Linked DNA regions of Mus musculus: region 2 is linked to region 1. The links are chromatin contacts, called in public HiChIP or PLAC-seq maps. All regions are on one chromosome and are shown on one strand. Each heading gives the region's core, a stretch centred on a gene start, on an enhancer-like site or on the middle of the called end of the contact. The rest is flanking DNA. Distances are from core to core; before and after follow the strand shown.

Evidence for each region. HiChIP or PLAC-seq counts read pairs in DNA pulled down with a chosen protein or histone mark.
Region 2: a contact with region 1 is called in an H3K4me3 HiChIP or PLAC-seq map of bone marrow-derived macrophages, with 2.7 times the contacts expected there. The contact joins the enhancer-like site here to the promoter of Ptpn11 in region 1. A contact is called at or near these places in 1 of 39 promoter capture datasets (fetal liver), 4 of 115 datasets of contacts at active chromatin or transcription factors (the SCID.adh cell line, bone marrow-derived macrophages, effector CD8 T cells and 1 more) and 3 of 9 other capture datasets (adipose tissue, liver and pancreatic islet).

What each region holds. Positions count from the first base shown.
Region 1 is chr5:121,190,062-121,193,194 of GRCm38.p6, forward strand. Ptpn11 (protein tyrosine phosphatase, non-receptor type 11) reads right to left here and starts at 1,336. Exons shown (of 16, transcript NM_001109992.1): 1 at 1,141-1,336. The coding sequence starts at 1,154.
Region 2 is chr5:121,327,886-121,331,342 of GRCm38.p6, forward strand. It overlaps Hectd4 (HECT domain E3 ubiquitin protein ligase 4), which reads left to right. Exons shown (of 76, transcript NM_181421.4): 46 at 200-361; 47 at 478-626; 48 at 1,180-1,259; 49 at 1,573-1,736. Among named protein-coding and RNA genes, the nearest start is that of Gm24671, 27 kb to the right of the region's middle. Within about 2 kb of position 1,631, at least 84 of the 459 cell types and tissues checked have an H3K27ac peak or open chromatin away from gene starts, as enhancers often do. A contact at or near this core is called in bone marrow-derived macrophages, embryonic stem cells and pancreatic islet, where this site is marked.

The sequences.
Region 1 (3,133 bases), core at 86-2,585:
TGACTGCTGTAATGGTCTCAAGTATACGCATAAGTCAAGGTTTAATCAAACTGTCCGCCGAATCAGGTGCAACTTATCTCAATAAAAATGTTGGTTTTTTTGTTTTGTTTTGTTTTGTTTTTTGTTTTTGTTTTTCGAGACAGGGTTTCTCTATGTAGCCCTGGCTGTCCTGGAACTCGCTTTGTAGACCAGGCTGGCCTCGAACTCAGAAATCTGCCTGCCTCTGCCTCCCAAGTGCTGGGATTAAAGGCGTGCGCCACCACGTCGGGCTTAAAGCTGATTTTAAAACTAAACAAGTCCTTATAGTGTGATCCGGCCTGTAACCCCAGCGCTAAAGGGGTTGAGATAAAGGGGAAATGTACACTGGATGCTAACCTGGGCAACACAGTGAGAGACTTGCACCTCTTACCAGGTAACATGCCACAATGTACTTCATCCTGAAAACTCAATTTGGTCATGTTTAGGAAAGGGATTCCACCACCCACCTCGTACCACTGCGGTACGCGTTAAGCTGGCTTCTAGTAAGAGCAAAGTCAATGTCACTAATGGAGTCTCGTTACCCTGAAGTGGAAACTCACTCATTCGCCTCCAATCTAAGCTTCAAATCCTGTCCTGTGACGAGCACGTTATTCCCGAGCCTCAGTTTCCACATTCGTCAAACAGAGGGGACAATCCCACGGCCAGATACGGTTCCCTTTCCTCCCACCTTTCAAAGCAAAGATCACAGTGGGGAGGGAACACTCCCAGCCGCTGCAGAGAGCTTCAGTTTTCCCACTTCTGGCACTTGGGGGCGAGGGCGAAGACGCAAAAAGGGGGCACCTGAAAGGGTCCTGTGTGAAGGCCCCGCGGTGGCCCGGGCGCCTCCCCGAGCGCGCGGGGTTATTTCGGAATCCCCAGGAGGCGACGCTCATGAGGCAATGGGTCAGGAATGCGGCGGCCGGCCGGGGCCGCGGGTGTCCCCACGGGCATCCCGGGCCGCGGGAGCAGGAACTCGGGGCGGCAGGAAATGAATGGGGACCCGCGGGCGGGGCGGCGGGGAAGCCAAGCCGACGGGGAGTCCCCGGTGTGACCCCCGGCGGCCCGCGCAGTCCAGAGGCAGCGGGGACCCAGGCCGCGGCCCGGCCCCTGCGGGCGGCTCACCTCCGCGATGTCATGTTCCTCCCGTCTCCGGCTCCGCACGGACCCGCTGCTCGCTCAGGCTCCGCGGGGTACCGTCACATGGAGGGGGCCCGAGCGAGGCCCCGCTCCGGAGCCGACACGGGTGCGGGCAGAGCCGGCCGGCCGCGCGCGCACAACCCCCTGCCAGGCCTGGATCCCGGACACTGCGCGGCCGCCCCGCCGCCCGGCTCGCTCCGCCCTCGCCCGCGCCCCCGCCCCTGGCCGCCGGCGCCTGCGTGACGTCATCGCGCGCCGCCGCCACGGCCACTATCTGCTTCCGGTTTGCGGGGCCCTGAGCAGTGCTAGGGAGTTTGGTGTGGGATTCCTCCTCTGAATCGGTGCGGCTACACCCGTGAACGCCTGGACGATTCTTCTAAACGGGGACGTCGCACATAGGTGCGAGGACACAATACACAATATGCATCCAGGGCGGCTGCACACGGGAAAAGAAGCAAACAAATAAGGGAGGGGGAACACGAGTTCGATTCCCAACACCTACCTGTATGGGGCAGCCCACAACCTTCTGTAAATTTGGTTCTACCGGATCCGCCGTTCTCTTCTTGTGGCTCCTCGGGCACTGCACTCACGGGCACATATCCATACACATAATGTTTTATGATTTACTCCTTTTGCCCGGCAAGGTGGCGTACGCCTTTAATTCCAGCACTAGGTAGGCAATAGCAAGTGGATCACTGTGAAATCGAGGCCAGCCTGGTCTGTATAGTGAGTTCCAGGACATCTAAGTAGGGAGACCCTGTCAAAAAGAAATATATATTACTTTTTTTTTTTTTTTTTTTGGTTTTATGAGACGGTTTCTCTGTGTAGCCCTGGCTGTCCTGGAACTCACTCTGTAGACCAGGCTGGCCTCAAACTCAGAAATCTGCCTGCCTCTGCCTCCCGAGTGCTAGGATTAAAGGCATGCGCCACCACGCCCGGCTAGAAATATATATGTATATATATATATATTACTTTGTATTTTTTAATGTTTAGTGTATTAGTGGTTGCCTTGCATGTAAGTATGTGTGTAACTGCATGAGTGCCTAGAGCCCAAGATCTGAAAAGAACAACAGTTCCTGGAACTGGAGTTACAGGCAGTTGTAAGCTGTCATGTGGGTGCTGGAAACAAAACTTAAGACCTCTGAAAAAGCACTCAGTATTCTTAACTGCTGAGCCATCTCACCAGCCTCTCCCGTTGAATATTTTTTGTTTTGTTTGTTTATGAGAAAAGAGACAACCTATGTACCACGGCCATACTTTTACAACTTGAACTAAAATTAACACAAATGTTTTTTGCAGTTTCACCCATACCGGGATTAGCAATCCTAACAAGTGATCCTTTTTCTAAATTAAGAAATCTGACCTTTTCACTTCAAAGAAACACTTCATAACTTCTCCTTCCAAATGTCCAAATTGTTAGTACCAGTACGCTGCTACGGGGGTTGGGGAGGGGGACTTTGTTAGATGAATGTGGCTTTCTTGAACAGCTCCATCTTAATGAAGTGTAAAGTTATGAAACTGATGAACTAGAAGCTACATAGATGGATCAGCAGATAAGAGAGTTAGCTGCCCAAAAGTCAGGCAGTGGTAGTGCATGCCTTTAATCCCAGCACTTGGGAGGCAGAAGCAAGTGGATCTCTGAGTTCGAGGCCAGCCTGGTCTACAGAGTGAGTTCCAGGACAGTCAGGGCTATACAGAGAAACCCTGTCTCAGAGAGAGAGAGAGAGAGAGATTGAGAGAGAGAGAGAGAAATAGTTGCTCCTCAGAGGACTAGGTTTCAATTCCCAGCACCAACCTGGCTACTTATAACTAACTATCTTATCTCCAGCTCCAAAGGACCAGACACCCTCTTCTAGCCCAGTGAGCACCTGCATGCACCCACACACAGATTTTTTAAATTAAATTGGTGAACTATTTCTGAAACTTTCCAATTTCATGGCTTCAGACTGCAGTTGGCTGTGGATAACAGGGAAGGCAA
Region 2 (3,457 bases), core at 381-2,880, 140 kb after region 1:
AGGGTGTCATTGAATGAGACCCCATGAGTAGCAGGTGTAAGACTTTGGAGTCCATTCCCAGCATTATAACAAAAATGCAAAAGAGAAAAGAGAACCCAAATTTTGATCATATCAGATAGAAATTATTTTCTTCTCTGAGAGACTAATGAGATTTATCTGCTTTGTTGAGTGGAATCCTCCCTTTTGTCCCCAATTGCAGCCCAAAGAGATCACCTGGAGCCCTTCTCGAGTGTTCCCTCCAGTTCGTGCCTGCATGTTCTCATCTCACCTCACCTCTGTGACCTTCCTGGCTGACCCCAGCGCTGGAGGAGGTCTTCCCCGGGGCACATTCATCTATGCCACCTCGCCCTTGCCTGTTCAGGTGAGAAGGTTCCTGTCGACCTGCCTTTTCTCACACCTCTGACCGGAAAGACGCGGCAGGTGCTAGGCCTGGCCACCAGTTCCCTCTGACATCACCCTCTGCTGCCGTCTCTTCAGGCCCCATCTTTCTACTGGGAAATTGAGATTGTTTCCTATGGAGACACTGATGATGACACTGGACCAATCGTCTCATTTGGCTTCGCTACAGAAGCTGAGAAGCGAGATGGGGCATGGACCAATCCAGTGGGCACTTGCCTCTTCCACAAGTAAGGAAAAGTGCTGCCCAGCATGGGTGGGCTCGCCTTTATCCCAGCATTCAGGAGGTGGCCAATCGTTGTGAGTTTGAGGGCCACCTGGTCTGTTAGTAAGTTCCAGGCTAGCCAGGGCTGCATAGTGATACCCTTTCATGGATCAGGATTCCAGGGAGAGTGACTTCCCATAGGTGTTATGGGTATTCAGGGAACCAAAGTGGGGCTGTGTGACTGAGGAAATGTGGAGAGAAAGTGATATTTTTCTCTCTGGTGCTTGTGTTCCTCCCCATGGTTCCTTCCTTGTAGCCCTGCAGCAGGAGTGCGTCTTTCTTCTTTCCATTCCGTTCTGAATTCACATACCATGCTGCTGCTCTGCAGACTGGTGTCTGTTGAGCTGTTATCCTCAAGCAACAGCAGAGTAGCCTCAAGCCAAGTGTGGACCTTGCTAGTTGGAATGTTTGGGAAAGCATTGCTCTTGACTGCGGGGGTTCCTTCCTTGCTGGCCCCTGCCTTCTCTCCCTCCTTCCCTCCACGAGTCTCAGCCTTGACTTTCTTGTTCTCCTTTCAGCAATGGCCGAGCTGTACACTACAATGGCTCCAGTCTACTGCAGTGGAAGAGCGTCCGCTTAGATGTCACACTCTCTCCTGGTCAGTGCGGTGGGGCCTTCTTACCCTGCATGCTTCTGTGGGTGCCAGCCTTGGACCTAAATGGTTTAAAGTTAAATAAACTTAGCAATTGGAAATGGGTCATCTGTCATTGAGTAAAAAGTAAACACTTGCCCTTGTCGTCTGAGTTTTATACCACAGCTCTCATATTCTGAAGCCATTCCCTTAGAGCCTCTATCTTGTAACTCAGGGGACAGATGGGGCTGCTTTTGGCTCTCATCGCATAATTGCATATTAGAAGGTCACCTGATAGTAAACTGGGAAATAGTAAACTGTATCCTGCTTTCTGCTGTAGGCGATGTGGCAGGAATCGGCTGGGAGAGGACCGAGGGGACTCCACCTCCTCCAGGGCAGCCAGCCAAAGGTCGGGTGTACTTCACATACTGCGGGCAGCGCCTCACACCATACCTAGAAGATGTCTCTGGTGGCATGTGGCCTGTGGTTCACATTCAGAAAAAGGCAAGTCACATTGATAGGAGAGAAGAACAAATTGTTTTCAGAAATAAATCCTGACCAGAAAGGGAAAGAAAGGGCTTTGGTATAACTATTCCTGCACAGTGACGGGCACAGGCAGCCAGGGTGAGTGTGCTTCCTTCCTGGTGGACCCTGCAGGCTTGCATCTTCTGAGCTGTGTCCAGAGCTTGGTGTGGACTTGCGCTCAGCTCCCCTGAGCCATCCTTCCTTAACGAGGAAGGGAGCACTGCTGAAATGTCTGAAAATAGCTTGTAGTCACAGAGAATGGCAGATCCTCAGAGGGTTCTCTGGGGAAGACTCACAAGTTCAGCACTCCTCTTCCCCAGCACCCAACACAAACACAGTCACACACGCAGTCACACACACACCTACACTCATATGCTCACATACAAACATACATACATACATACATACATACATACATATATACAAACATATACACACAGTCTGTCTGTCTGTCTGTCTGTCTGTCTGTCTCTGTCTCTTAAACGCGTTCTCACGACCGGCCAGGAAGAACACAACAAACCAGAATCTTCTGTGGCAAAACTTTATTGCTTACATCTTCAGGAGCCAGGAGCGCAAGCCCCAAGCCCCAAAAACGAAAGCCCCCCCCCCCCCCCCCCGCTTACATCTTTAGGAGCCAGAGCGTCAGAGCGCCAGAGCGCAGAGCAAGAGAGAGAATGGCGGAAACCCCGTCCCCTTTAAGGAGAATTATCCTTCGCCTAGGACGCATCACTCCCTGATTGGCTGCAGCCCATGGCCGAGTTGACGTCACGGGAAAGGCAGAGTACATGTAGTGGAAAAATACCCTTGGCACATGCGCAGATTATTTGTTTACCACTTAGAACACAGGATGTCAGCGCCATCTTGTGACGGCGAATGTGGGGGCGGCTCCCAACATCTGTCTCTCTCTCTCTCTCTCTCTCTCTCTCTCTCTCTCACACACACACACACACACACACACACATACACACAGGCTGCTGTTGACTTTGAAGGAGCACCTAGGGAAGCCTGCTGCTCTGTCCGGCATTGTTACTGGTGACATGCTGCAGCCCCTCATCTTCATGCACTCCACAGTCCATAGCCAGATGCCCATCCTCATGAACTCAGCAGGAGTCAGCAGCAGGACACAGGTTCAAAGCAGAGAAAGCTGCTTCTCTGGGCTTCCTGTCTCAGGAGAAGGCATTTCTCTCCATGTCCCATGCTTTCATTCACTCAACAGATGTTTACCCAGCATCTGTGTGTGAGCAACATGTTGAACTTAGGCAGAGTACAAGGCATTGATGCTGTCTGTCTCTGTCACGCTGTAATCAATTGGAGCAACTAGACATTAGTCAGATAATCACAAGAACATGTGGGTGTAATCACAAAGTAATAAATCCTTAGAGTGAGGATCTAGTCTCTAAGTGCCAAGCATATCCCTGCCCTCTGCAGTCCTGGTGTGTAAGCTAAGCCTGGAGCTCTCCATTGTCTCAGTGGGAAGAGTGGGAAGAGTGTCCCAGGCGCAGAGAGAGGAGCAGCATGCAGTGCTGTTGGGTAGAGCACAGCCACTGGCCCGTGCGGTGCTGCAGCCTTGTAAGTCAGTTCTTGAGAGCCAAGTCAAGACTGATGGAGCTGGAGAGATGTTCCTCTAGCTAACACTAGTCCCAAGGGATTCCACATTCTTTTCTGGCATTCTCTAGGCACCAGCCACACATGCGATGTAC